Linked DNA regions of Mus musculus: regions 1, 3 and 4 are each linked to region 2. A link is a contact called in public Hi-C and promoter capture Hi-C data. All regions are on one chromosome and are shown on one strand. The core of a region is the stretch at or near the end of the contact, and the rest is flanking DNA. Distances in the headings are between cores, read along the strand shown. Region 1 holds the start of Atp2a3 (ATPase, Ca++ transporting, ubiquitous). Region 2 holds the start of Spns3 (spinster homolog 3). Region 3 overlaps Zzef1 (zinc finger, ZZ-type with EF hand domain 1). Region 4 overlaps Pitpnm3 (PITPNM family member 3).

The links. Promoter capture Hi-C pulls out the DNA fragments that hold promoters and counts their contacts. Hi-C and Micro-C count contacts between places; a contact is called where the count stands out from the background.
Region 1: a promoter capture Hi-C map of pre-B cells shows a contact between it and region 2. The contact joins the promoter of Atp2a3 here to the promoter of Spns3 in region 2. A contact is called at or near these places in 10 of 39 promoter capture datasets (the 3T3-L1 cell line, the C10 cell line, the HPC-7 cell line and 6 more), 3 of 115 datasets of contacts at active chromatin or transcription factors (embryonic stem cells and large pre-B cells) and 1 of 9 other capture datasets (embryonic stem cells).
Region 3: a contact with region 2 is called in a promoter capture Hi-C map of pre-B cells, with 3 times the contacts expected there. The contact joins the enhancer-like site here to the promoter of Spns3 in region 2. A contact is called at or near these places in 7 of 39 promoter capture datasets (the HPC-7 cell line, embryonic stem cells, hematopoietic stem and progenitor cells and 3 more), 8 of 484 Hi-C or Micro-C datasets (the G1E-ER4 cell line, adipose-derived mesenchymal stem cells, bone marrow-derived macrophages and 3 more) and 1 of 9 other capture datasets (adipose tissue).
Region 4: a Hi-C map of cerebellum shows a contact between it and region 2, with 2.2 times the contacts expected there. The contact joins the enhancer-like site here to the promoter of Spns3 in region 2. A contact is called at or near these places in 4 of 39 promoter capture datasets (the C10 cell line, embryonic stem cells, hippocampal neurons and 1 more), 1 of 15 datasets of contacts at CTCF or cohesin (embryonic stem cells), 7 of 484 Hi-C or Micro-C datasets (B cells, cerebellum and embryonic stem cells), 1 of 115 datasets of contacts at active chromatin or transcription factors (embryonic stem cells) and 1 of 9 other capture datasets (embryonic stem cells).

Annotation. Positions count from the first base shown.
Region 1 is chr11:72,959,832-72,963,147 of GRCm38.p6, reverse strand. It overlaps Atp2a3 (ATPase, Ca++ transporting, ubiquitous), which reads right to left and starts at 1,979. Exons shown (of 22, transcript NM_016745.3): 1 at 1,677-1,979. The coding sequence starts at 1,794.
Region 2 is chr11:72,548,757-72,552,130 of GRCm38.p6, reverse strand. Spns3 (spinster homolog 3) reads left to right here and starts at 1,885. Exons shown (of 12, transcript NM_029932.3): 1 at 1,885-2,133. The coding sequence starts at 1,923.
Region 3 is chr11:72,924,236-72,927,422 of GRCm38.p6, reverse strand. Zzef1 (zinc finger, ZZ-type with EF hand domain 1) reads right to left here. Exons shown (of 55, transcript NM_001045536.2): 55 at 303-2,786. The coding sequence ends at 2,706. Among named protein-coding and RNA genes, the nearest start is that of Gm34704, 15 kb to the left of the region's middle. Within about 2 kb of position 1,917, at least 45 of the 459 cell types and tissues checked have an H3K27ac peak or open chromatin away from gene starts, as enhancers often do. A contact at or near this core is called in the G1E-ER4 cell line, cerebral cortex and pre-B cells, where this site is marked.
Region 4 is chr11:72,066,389-72,069,538 of GRCm38.p6, reverse strand. Pitpnm3 (PITPNM family member 3) reads left to right here. Exons shown (of 20, transcript NM_001024927.2): 10 at 2,261-2,433. Among named protein-coding and RNA genes, the nearest start is that of Gm46286, 17 kb to the right of the region's middle. Within about 2 kb of position 1,333, at least 16 of the 459 cell types and tissues checked have an H3K27ac peak or open chromatin away from gene starts, as enhancers often do. A contact at or near this core is called in cerebellum, where this site is marked.

The sequences.
Region 1 (3,316 bases), core at 730-3,229, 410 kb before region 2:
GCTAATTGATGAGAAGTTCTGAGAGCTGCTTCTGACACGAAGCAGTTACTCAATGAAGTCAGAGCTTTTACTAGTAACAGCATCAATGCAGAGGCACCTGAAACACCCCTGCCAGTGTTTTCTGCCTGCTCTGTCACATGCCAAGCCAGTATCCTCTCCCATCATCAAACACATACCTACACACCTGAGATCCCCTCACCACGGCACAAGGGAGCTGGGGGCTCCCTCTCTCCCAGTTATCTCTTCTGAACCAATGAAGGCATGAGCCAGAAAAAAGAGTGAACTAGGCCAGAGCCCTCCAGGGACAAGCTCAGTGTGACCTGGGACAGAACTAAAGGCTGAGCCTCCAACATCATATGGGAACCAAGGACCACAGTAACATCAAGTAGGCTGCAGACCCCAGACCCGCCTTCCCCTCCCTCAGGGTTGAAACGGACCCTGCTACCCCTGTCTTTCTTCAGAAAAAGGGCACCCTTACTGCCAAGTCATTAATGGGGGATATTAAATAATATTTATCTCCTAGTTCCTCCCACAGCTCAACTAAATATAGCAACTAATTTTTTTTGAAAAAGGATTTCTGCTCCAGAAAGATAATATTTACATAAGAGGTGGTTTTCATAAACCAATACAAACCCAAAGCATCCCTTCTGACAGCTCTTCCTACTTCCCAGACTGCCTGGAGCAGAGGGACACCCAGGCCAGAGCATGGTTCCTCTGGTACCTGGCAACTCTCAAGGGTGAGGGGCTCTCCAAAAAGATAGAAGTTTGGAGTGGTTGGGCTCTCTCTCTCTCTCTCTCTCTCTCTCTCTCTCTCTCTCTCTCTCTCTCTCTCTCTCTCTCTCTTCCTCCCTCCCTCCCTCCCTCTCTCCCCCTCCCCCCTTTCCTTCAAGCTTACAGGTGCTGTGGCCCTGAGCCAGGAGTGACAGGAGGACATTGCAGGGAACCTCTGATGTCCACACTACACGCTCCTAACAATGTGTGGGGCTCATCTAGACGGGGTCTACTGGCACTGGCCAGGCAAGACTTTGGACAGGAAGGAGAATCCCATGCTCCTTGACAGAGGGGAGGAAGCCATGCCTCTAGTAAACTGAAAGAGTACGTGGGCTACCTCGGTCCCCAGAGATGGGGCAGGCACCATTCCAGATCACCAGCTGGGGAAAAGACTCCTCCAGACCTCCGACCTGCCCCTCCAAGAAGGTGGGTCTTTGCCTCAGCAGTTCAAACCCACATCAACTCCCGGCAGCCACATCCGCTTGGGGTTGCAGAAAGAGGAAGACCTGGGACTGGGGTTAAGAGCACCAAAGCTGACAGCTGACAGGCTGCACCGTCTTGGGCGCCTTAGTGAACCTTCCGGGGAGACATCGGAACCCCCTGATAGGTTGGGCCTCGGAGTCGCTGGCTAGAGGGCCTCAAGCGTCTGCACTTGCAGGGTGTCCGCAGATCGCACAGCAGGTGCGGGCATCCAGTAAGGCTCTGGGATAAAATGGGCTAAGGATTGCAGGGGTGCATCGAGATGGGGAGTGGAGAGCCAAATCCTGCCTCCTCTTCCCCCGAAGGAGACCGGGAGGCCCCACCAGGTGCCCCACGCGCATTTGCAGAGGCTTACTGAGCCCGGCTTCCTGCCGAGTCAGGAGGGGACAACCGGTCCCCACTGCAGGGCAGGAACCCACGCTCACCGTTGGGGCCGTAACGCTCCCGCGCGTCGGTCACCTGCTCCAGGCTCAAGCCGCCCTCGGCTGTCACCGAGAAGCGACGCAGCACGTCGGCAGCGGAGAGCAGGTGCGCCTCCTCCATGCTGCCTGCCCGGCCGTCCGCGACGTCCAGGTCGCTTCTCCTCAAGGCTACTGTGTGGAGTGCTGCGAGCTTGGGGCGGGGCGGGCCCCTCGGGAGGCCATGACCACGCTGGGACCTTCCCCGACGGCAGTGGCTATGGCAGCCCGGGCCCGCGCCAGGATGCTGTGCCCGGGGCTCCGTCCTCTGGGCGGGGCGGCGCGGGACCCGCCCTGCACCCACACCCCTTCCGGCCGCAATAGCAGCCGCCGCCCCGCCCCGCCGAGGGTGGCGGGGGACCGAGTATGCTACCCTCCTGTCCACATACTGAAGCTAGAGCCAGGGAGCCTCGAACTCGGTCTGCAAAGCTGGGGGACCTACTGCTTTCATGTCGCCGCCTCTCTGTGTCCTAGGAGCTCGAGGGTGTTTGTGGTTGTGTCCGGGGGTGTTGCAAATTGCAGTTGTCCGTTTAGTGGCACCCCACTTCCCAGCTCCACCTCTGCACAGAGTCTGGCGGGAAGCCGATGCAGTGCACTGGGGGTCTCTTGCGGAAGAAACAACCTGATGCTTTCTTTCCTCTAGTGCTGAATGTGTGCGCCTTACACGTTCCCAAAGGTCCTGCGACGAGTGTCATTCTTCATACACTCGCATCTCTAAGACCCCAAAAATGGCCCAGTGGGGAAGGAAGGTAAAAAGTACCAGGCTGTTACCTACCAGTCCAGCGTCCCCAACAGGTGAATGGTGCGGTGGGGATTCAGAGAGATCCCCGGGAACTCGAGCGAGGCAGAGGGGTTCCTTGCTTAGGGTGCCTGGCGGGGACTGACCCTGACCGAGGGAGGGACAGGGGAAACTCCCCTATATCAGCACTGTCAGGGAGTGCCAAAGGGTTGCAGGCCTGCGGAGGTGGAAGGCAGAGACCACTCACCTTCCAAAAGGGGGAGCCAAGAGAACAGCTGATCTCATCCCCACTCCTTGGCTCTTGGTTAAGTGCAGCCGCGGAATCACCAAGGCTGCCAGGGTAGTTCCTACCTTTTTGCACCTGGGTCCCAAAGCACCCGTGCACTCTGAAGCTTCCGGCCTGCCTGAGCATGGGCACCCCAGAGTCGAGTATTTTTATCCTGTTTCCACCCCTCTATGCTTTCCAAATATTGACTGGTGAGGACAGGGACAGATTGGGCCTTTTAGTGGCTTTGGAAAGGCTGTCCAGACTCTATGACATCAGCTGGGTCTCAGCTGCTGTAGGGATAAAGGAATGTTACTTTTATGGCCGTGTCTCCTTCCAGCTGACATTTTAGTTGTTTACTTGGGATTTTTCTAAGACGAGGTCTTGTTATGTAGTCCAGGCTTTCTTCAAAGTCTTGGCCATCCTCCTGCCTCAGCTTCCAGAGTGCTAGGATTACAAGTTATGCTACCATACTCTGACATTTTAAGCTTCAACTCCAACATCTCCAGGTATCTTCCTCCTTCCCTTTCCCTCTGACCAGGACAGGACACAGACAGCCTCTCTTCATTTGTAAGTTGCTAGGAAACTTGGTAGGACTCTGCT
Region 2 (3,374 bases), core at 636-3,135:
ATTTTTACATGCTTGTATTTTATTTTTATTATTTTCGTGTGTATGCATGTGGAGGTCAGAAGACAACTTTCAGGAGTCAGTTCTCTGCTTCTATCTTGTTGTTCCCAGGAATTAAACTCAGGTAGTCAGCCTTGGTGGCAATCACCCTTAACCCCACTGAGCCATCTTTCTGTGCCTCAACCTTCACCCCTGTTTGCTTACTAACTCTAGGATCTATTAATGTTTTCCAGCACCACTTGAAAGAGTAAATCGTAGACACTGCAGCCCGCAGACACTTCAGATCAAGGGCATTTGTTTACATAACTAATGCTTGGCACCTGAGCGCATCGGACAGCTGTGAAGTTTTTTCCTGATCTACTTTCTGTACTCTAATTTTATCCATTCATCTGGCATCTGGCACTGTGCATTTCCCCTTCGGTACAGATGCCAGGCAAAGGCGGTGGTTGCACATAACTGTCAGATCTCTGCCCAACACCCCACAGCACCCTCCAGCCCCCACCCCTGGCTCTGAGACAGTGTCTTCTCACTACATAGACTGGACTGACTTGGACCTCTCTGTCTGTGGATCATGATCAGGCTGGCCACAGACAGTTGCCTGCCTATGTTTCCAAGTGCTGGAATTAAATGGAATTAAGGGCATGGACCATTATGCCTGGCTGTTAAATACTTTTAAAATATATTGTGTGCGTGTGCATGATGTGTGTGGAGACACATGTACCATGACACATGTATAGAGATCAGAGGACAACTTTGTGGAGTTAGTTTCCATCTTTACCTGGGATTGGGATTGAACTTGGGCTGTCAGCCTTACACAGCAAGTGCCTTTACCTGCTGAGCCATCTCATTGGCCTGTATGGTTACTCTTTTTTAATGTTGTTTTGTTTTGAGATAGGGTCTCATGTAGCCCAGGCTGGCTTTAAACTCACCATGTAGCTAGGGATGGTGAACTTGAACTCCTGATAGTCTTAGCTCCACCTCCCAAGTGCTGGAATTACAGGTGTGGGCCATCACTGATGGCTTTGTGTATTTGTACTTTTTCTACCCTTGCAACTGGCAATCAATTTCTACAGCTCCCCTGAGAACATCTCCCTAGACTTATTCCTTGTTGATAAAATTTATTTATTCTGTGTCTGTATGGATGTGAGTGAAAGTGTGTGTGTGTGTGTGAGAGAGAGAGAGAGACAGAGACAGACAGACAGACAGACAGACAGACAGACAGAGACAGAGCAGAGAGTACTCCTGTACCTGCACGTGCACTTGTGTGCCTTGGTGTATGTTATGTTTGGAGGTCAGAAGACAACTTTGTGCAGTTCTCCCCTTCCACCATATGGGCTCTGGGGATCAAACATATGTCAAGCAGGCCTGGTGGCAGGTACTTTCACAGGCTGAGCCATCTTGCCAGCCCCCATGGGTTAGTTTTACATAAGCTTGTCTCTATGTCTTCAGATATCTCTGTTATCTTGTTCCTCTGTGCAATTTCCTTACCATCCTGGTCAACACCTACCCTCCTGTATCTAACCTGGTTCATGGCTGTGCTAACGGCCCATCTTCTGCACAGGCAGGGCAGTTTGCAGTGAGCAAGGCTTGGGGACACTCCTCTCATTTCCTGTCCTAGGAGCGTCTCTTCCTCACTGCCCCTGCTGCAGCCATAGGCTAGATTGAGGGACCACAGAGTTATCCAATCACCAGTGCATGGCGTCTTACCCCAGCAGGGCTAAGAGGCCTAGAGTGATGAAATCCCACCAGTGTGGCTGCGCTGTGCTCAGCAGGAACCTGCGATGATAAGGTGTCTGGCAGTTAAAGGGGCAGCCTGTTGAGGTTGAGAGGCTGGGAGCCCACAGGAAGTGACTTGGTGGCAAGCTGATGTAGCTTTGTTCGGCACCCGTTCTGACAGAGAAGTTGCAGTTAGCACTGCTGAGGGGATGTCCACAGAGTGTCTCAAACCTCAGACAGGAGGGCCACAGAGCCAGAGCCTGAGCCAAGGTGGGCAGTATGGGGCCTTGGCTTCAGGTACGTGTCTGCCTCCCTCCACACCCGTCCCCTGGAGCCTGCCCCGCTGGAGAGCTTACTTGGCTGCAGCTGTTCTCTGTTACATCAACCTTCTGAATTACATGAACTGGTTCATCATCCCAGGTGAGCATGGGAGGGGTAGCGTGGGGCAGTATCTTCAGATACCCCCCTTCTAAAAGCCCACAACTGTGTATCCTTGGTGGCCTTCTTCTTCCAAGCCCTCGTACCTCTCTAGGAGCACAGCTCTGGTGGTTTCACCCCAGCAAGTGGTCTGCAGCCTCTCCTGAATGGTTCCAAGCCAGAACAGGGCACAATGTGTGTGGGGACAGGGGTGTTAGTGGGTAGATGGGACTGTGCTCTGCAGCAAAGGCGTTGCTTGCGTTCAGGATGGAGCTGCAGGCAAGGTTACGGAGGGCAGAGCAGCTTGGCCAAGCTCCCAAGTGAGAATGGCTCTGCCTGCACTGTTTCTGGGGCAGCCGGCTGCTGGCCTACCTTGCACAGTTTGCCTTTCTTCTTATTGGAAACAGGGTACAACCTGCTTCTGTGTTCTGTCTCTCACTTACGCACTCCTTTGTGTCTGGGCTCCACTTGTCTTTTCTCATCTAGTCACCCATTCATTCCTTCATCAGTTTATATTCAGCCCTTTCTTTAAAAAGACAGAGTGTGTATGCATGTGCGTGCACACATGTGTGTGTATGTGTGTGTGCCTGTGTGTGCATGCTCCTTCACTTTTATTTGAGCTTCAGATATTGAACTAAGGTTTCCAAGCTTGTTCAGCAAGCGCCTTCACAGGCTAAGCCATCTTGTCAGCCTTCATTTCTTTTTTGAGGCAGGGCCTCATGGAGCTCAGGCTAGATTCAAACTCGCTATGTAACTGAGAATAATCATGAACTGCTGATATGCTTGCCTTCACCTTCTTAGGGCCGGGATTACAGGCTTGCCACCACAATGCTTTATGAAGTTCTAGGGATTGAACCCAGGGTCTTTGTGCATGCTGGATAAGCACTCTAATAACTGATGTAGAGGGCTGCTCTGCCCTCCGTAACCTTGCCTGCAGCTCCATCCTGAACCCAACGCCTTTGCTGCAGAGCACAGTCCCATCCACCCACTCACACCGCTGCCCCCACACACATTGTGCCCTGTTCTGGCTTGGGACCATTCAGGAGAGGCTGCAGATCACTTACTGGGGTGAAACCACCCAGCCTCTTTTCTTTGTTTGTTTGTTTTTGAGACAAGGTCTTAAGTAAGATCAGGTTGCTTTTGAATTCACTATGCAGTTGAAAATGATCTTGAACTCCCAATCCTCTTGCCCTCTGTCTCCTAAGTGCTGAGGTTACAGGTGCGACAGCATGCCTAGCTGTTCT
Region 3 (3,187 bases), core at 668-3,167, 380 kb before region 2:
CGAGGATGGATCCCCTGGTTGACCACAATGAAGGGCAAGGCTCACAGTTCTGTCAACAAAGGTTGGGCCCTGAAGGGTCTTCTGGACTTCTTCCCATAAGCAGGCAGTGATGAGGTTCTGTAAATCCCATTTGTTTGGCCAGGCATACACTTCAAAATATATTTCATAAGAGAAACTGAAGGGCCAGACATGAGAGACATGGGCAAGGGACTGTGGGTTTGAGGCCAGCCTGGGGGATATGGCAAGGTCTTTCCACAGGGGAAAGGGGGCAGGGAAGGAAAGAGAAAAGGGAGAAATCCACACAGAGTTGTACTTTTTTATATAGAATTTTTACAATATATTTCTCTTCATTTGCATATCTTATCCACAACTTAAAACATTCCTTTTACAGGCTGAACTCACTCAGCTGATATAATCAAAATTCTTTCACTCAACCAAATAAGAAAAATTCAAAATCGTAAACCCGTAAGAAAACAAATTAAAAACGATGATGAAAATAAGTCACTCCTCTCATTAGAACAGTGTCTGTACAATATATCTGATTTGGAACAGAATTCTTTATAGATTAGGCACATGTTTCCACGACCCCTTATGCCTGCCAGTTTTGTCTCCGTCCAGGCAGTCTTGCCTCCTAAGAGTCAAGGGGATATTGGCCTTGATGGAAATCCTTTGGGACCTCCTGCCCCGGCTGGGGTCAGGAGACATTGGCCTGGCTCAGCAGTGCCACCCAGTGGCCTAGAGAAGCAGAGGCAGTGGGCTGCAGGTGGCCAGGTCAGGAGGGACCCTGTCCGGTCAGAGAGCAGCTGTGGTGTGTGAAGAAGGGCAAACTTAAGCTCATTCTATGCAAACTGAAGCACGTAGAGAAAACAGCAAGCAGTGAGTGGAGAGGAGCTATGGAGTCCAGCGTTTATTTACAGTTGCTCTTCCCGATGGGAGGGTGGGAGGAGAGCTGGGGCCACTGTCCCAAGGGAGGTCTCCAGCCTTGCCCTGCCCTGTCCACCTGCTCTCTCTGCTCAGTCTGAGGTGTGGAGGAGTGTGAGTGTGCCATCTCCTCCCCCATCTTCTAACTGCTGTGTGGTCTGAGCCACCGCGAGTGAAGCCTCTTCACCATGCACTTGTTCTGACTCTCATCCGAGACCTACTTGGAGGGAATGGCGTGCAACGGGAGACTTCTCTGGGGTTTAGGCCGCTTGCAAAGCGTAGGTGCTTTGGCAAAGAGCAAAAGGTGAGAAAGAGGTTCCTCTGGGCCAGCAGACACCATGTCCAATACCATGGGACCTGGACCAAGTTCCCTCTGATGTCAGGGTGGTGGACCATAGGTCACTCCATTTGTTTCTGCTTTTATAACCCATCCCCTCCCATTCTGTGGCCACTTTTCCTGTGTGCTGGGGTTCATCAGATAACCTAATTCTATGACTGGGCAGGAAGTGGTGCCAGAAGGCATAGCACCTTTGCACAAGATGCTCCCACACCTGCAGGTTCAGGTTCTGCCAATGCAGTCCTTTGCCAACTCCCAGAAGAGTCTTCAGAGGCCAAAGGGGCAAGCTTGGTCACAGCAAAAGCCAGCCAAATGTGGCCCTGGCTCTTAGGAGCCTTTTTTTTTTTTTTTTTTATTTGCATTCTGCCTGTGAGGTGGGATATGCCTCTGGCCAGATGCCTGCCCTTCAACAGCAGGTGCCTCAGGATTCTTCCTGAAAGTCCACGGCCTGCTGCTGACCCAGCATCCTACTCTGTGGCTCTGGGGAAAAAGGTCATCAGCACACAGGGCAATGCTAAAACCATAGAAGGAAATACGCAAAAGCTTCACTAAAACTAACGTAGTTATTGCTAGGCAGGGGATGGCCAAACAACCAGGCAGGAGGTTCAAGGTCGTAGGCTGCTGATCACCATGACCTTGGAGCAGAAGTATAATCAGGTGTGTCCTGACTCCTGAACAAAGGCTCCTCTGAGGGCACTGCCTGCACTGCAGGTGCTGGAGAGCCCCTCCATTTCTGTCACTTCCACACATGCCAGTTTGCCCCTAGGCATTCCCTAGGGGACCTCTCAGGGAGTCGATGTGGTTCTCTTCTAAAACCATGAGGGGAAATGAAAACTAAAACAATGAAGGAACAAAGATGTGTGCGGGGAGCTGCTGCACAGTGACAAGCAAAGCCTGCCAGCTGCTCCCAGGGACACCTGCTCTCACTGTGAGTTGGCCAGCTAAGCTGTGGCAAGAAGATTGCTTGGGAACTGGAGGTGGCTGGGAGGTGCTCATGTTGGTTATGGGCTGGTGTCCCAACTGGGCCACTGCTGCTGCAAGCTGCAAGTCTTACTGCAAAGGTAGCTCTGGGTGGATGGTGCCTTCTCCTGATGGCAAGCCTAGGCAGCTCCCACTCAGTGGAGACAGAATCCTTTCAGAGACGGCTTCCAGGTCTTCAGTGCTGTGACTCCCCTGGAGGAGACTGGCCTCTAGTCTCTATTCTCTGAATAACTTTCCCAAGGCCTCTTGATGCTCTTTCTGAGCCACTCTACACTGCTGTGCCTTTTTGGACATGTGGCGCCTGCAGTGGGCCTTTTTGATGAGGCGGCTGCTTGGCCAGATGGGAGCAGGGGGTGGGCTCAAAGAGAGCTGGGTGCAGAGGCTTCAGGGGTTTCCTGAGCAAGGTTGGAGGTCTGCTATAAACCCCTGTAGACAAATGATCAAGTCCATGCATATCACACTGAGGCTAACACTCAACATTCCAGAGGCGGGTGGCCTTGTTTGGGTAGTTGATGGCCAGGCTGATAGCAGCAATGTTCTGCAGAGCCTATGGAGGGAAAGAGCAGTTATCAATATCAAGAGCCACTGACTTCCTCATCCTTGAGTCTAAGTTCCTCAGCTGGAGGGTGATAAGGTGAGCCAGAGGTAGTCCCCCTTACCCAGTGGCTCACAAGTAGAATGAGAAAGAAAACAAAACCAAAGCCCACAGGAAAACCCTGGGTAAGTAATAAAACAACCATGGCCATGGTGTGGTAGCAGTCTAGTTGCTGAAGCAGGGGTCTGGGAAAGCCATAGAAAGGAACAGAAGGGGAGCACAAAGGTTCACACAAGAGGTGAACAGCTAGTGCTAGAGAAGTACCCATGGGGAGCTCAGAACACTGCGGGGAAAGCAGCTGTCCCAGAAGGACATGGCTAGAAGGCAGAACTTCAGGGAAGAGACTGGCAAGC
Region 4 (3,150 bases), core at 84-2,583, 480 kb after region 2:
ACCTTCCCCCAATTAATTAAAAATATTTGGTAAGTATTCTTAATGTAATATAAATTTGAATATGTAACTACTTCCTTAATCCAGCTAATTGGATATTTTGGGGCTTTTCAGTTTTTTTTTTTACTGCTATAAAAAGCTCTATATTTGATATATACATATATATATGTTTTTAAAAAAGATTATTTTTAGTTTTACTTATGTGTCTGTGTGCCTGTGTATGTATGTGCAAATGCTTGCAGAGGCCAGAAGAGAAGCACTGGGTTCCCTGGAGCTGGAATTGCATGTGGTTGTGAGCCACCTGATAGAGGGTGCTCTTGACCCCTGAGCCAGCTCTCCAGCTCCTACACTAGAGACCTTTGTGCACAAACATTAATGTACATGCTAGACTCACAGTAATCTTGCCTTCACCCGTGGTTTGTATACTGTGGTTCCATGTATTTATGATCAACTATGGTCTGAAAATATTAAATAGAAGTCAATCCGTTCTAAATTGCATGGTGAAGTCTCATTCTATCCTGCTCTGGGCATGAATCACTCCTTTGTCCAGTGTGTTCACTCTGTCTACGCTACTTATCTGTTACCTCCTGGCTGCTAGGATATCCGAACCACTGTCATGGTACCACAGTGCTAGAGTTCATATGGCCCTCGCTTTACTTTGGGATGGTCCCAAAGGGTAAGAGTAACTATGCTGACAGTTTAGATATGAAAAGAAGCTGCTTCAGGGTATCCTCTCTAGAAGAAAATGTGAAATTATAATATTTTGCAAGATACACCCATATAACTTCTATTACATTATGTGGTTATCATTGTTATTTTATTATTAATCATTCTCTTAATGTGCCTCACATATAAATTAAACTTTATTCCAGGTACATTGGCTATAGGAAAAGCACCCTATGAAAGGATTTGGCACTTTCACTGAGGTCTCGGGATATAGCCCTATGGATGAGTGAGGACCTCTGCTCTTCCTGCAGATGGATTCCTGGAGGTGGGATAGGATAGGAGACTGTGGGTTCTGTAGGGTTAAGCTTTGAATGCTAAGGCTCCTCTATCAAGTCAGCCTCTGGAATAGCATCCAGGTACAAAGGAGGGTTGAGAGGTGAAAACCTCAACATTTCTGGTTCATCCTTGAAGCATCCTTTAGGAAAGCCCAGATCTGAAGAGCGATCAGCTAGAGACATCCAGGACTTTAAGTAGTGAGCACAACACAGCCAGCTTTCCCCTCTGGTGCAGGAACAGATGGCTGTTTCTCTGGCAATTAAGTAGTTGGCAAGTGTCTAGGGACCGTGCTGTACATGGAATATACATAGTTAAACTTCGTCATCATTGGCTGCGAGAGCAGGAGGCAGCACGTGAAGACTGTGTGCCGGCTCACTCCTGAGGGGGGGCCCTTGCCTGCAGCATTTTAAACTGCTACTTTGAAAGTTTTTTTCTCTAGCTTGAATATTTTAGATGACTTCGCCTTCAGAAGGTGACTGATCCATCTTGTCATCCCCTGTCACAGTTTAACCACTTACTGGCTCTGGTGCTTGTTGGAAGGCCAGGGAGGCCTTGGCTTCTCTCAGTGCCCAGCTCTGCATCTGTGGCTAAACACACGCTAGATTCCTTGGGGGTAGATCAGGCTCTTGGACTGAGAATGTGGGATCCTGATCTTACATATCTGTTAAGTGGAGCGGGGAGGCCAGGCTATTTGCACCTGTGTCTGCCCGTTGCCTGGAACATAAGTTATGGTAAAACAAAAACAAAAACAAAAAAAAAACCCAAAAAACCCTGCTGCTAACAGCGCCAGCAGCAGCCAGCAGGCCCGTGTGCTGACCAGGCTCCTCCTGTGGAAGGTGCAGGGATTTTCAGAGTGGCTTTTACGAACAGCATGCAGGGAGGGCAGGTGGTACAGATGCTCACAGGGGCTCAGCCAGGTTTCACAAGAAGAGCTGTAGCAGATCCCAGCTACACAGATTGCTTAAGCATGATCTACGGCTGTCTGGCATGGCAGAAGAAGTCCAGGCGGTGGGTGCAGGTGGCCTATAAAGTCTTGCAGACTCACCACCTGGCCCATGCAGAAAATGTTTGCTGAACTCTCTGCTCCAGCCAAATGATGGCCTGGGTGGCCAACACTAAGTCACGAGCCTCTGTGGATGGTGTCAAAAAGTGCTCTCTGGTTCCCAGTCCCAATCCAGTAACAGACGGTTGGGCATCCTGCTCTCAGAACACATCTGTGCCTCCTGGCTCTCCTCTGATCTGCCATCCCTCCCTCCAGCAGCATCCACTCCAGTGTGCTGAAGGATGAGGCTGAGGCTCCTGCAGCTGGCACCCCCCAGCTCTCTGAGGTCAGCCTGGGTCGCTTTGACTTTGATGTGTCTGACTTCTTCCTCTTCGGCTCACCACTGGGCCTGGTCCTGGCCATGCGGAGGACAGTGCTGCCTGGGATAGATGGTGGGTATGGGCGGGCCAATGGCTCAGGGGATCAGGGCATGGGAAAGTGGGAGGGCGGACAGAGTGACTGAGGCAGGTTGGATACAGAGAAATGATAGAAACTGGGGGAGAAGATAGGTGGCTTCCCAGGCTGGGCAGAGATGAGGCAGCTCGGGGGACTTCACTGTCCCTTCCATGTCTCCTCTGTCCTGTGGTCATGCTCCATGAGAATGTAGGCCCAAACATTCACCCTATCACAGAAAATCTACTCTCCCTGTGTCCAGCAGACTTTCTGCAGCCACATGGGTCTCCAAACCTCTCTACCCAAACTAGCACTAGGGGCCTTTGCCATGTAGCAGCGGAAGTTAAAGCTCTTTCCAGCTCCTACAGAGCAGACACTTGATGTCATTTGCCCAGCATGCGCCTTCCAGAGAGTCTGAGGACAGGAGTGCAGACTGTCATTCATTGCTCTCTGTTGGAGCGCCGAGGTGAGGAGCTGCAACAAGGAGAGGCAGAGCTCAGGGCCACTCTCCATGTTGCAGAGACTTAAAATTCCCAAGTGCAGCAAACTCAAGCTCCTGACCTAGGACTGGTGGAAGGCAAGGGCCCCCATGAAGACACCTACCGGCCAGTGTAGGAATTGCTTCACCTGTTCTGACTAACCTTGAGAGCTCCCGATCAAGGATTCATTGTCCTAGCTGAAGGGACTTGGATTGGCTTAATAAATCGGGTAGTGGC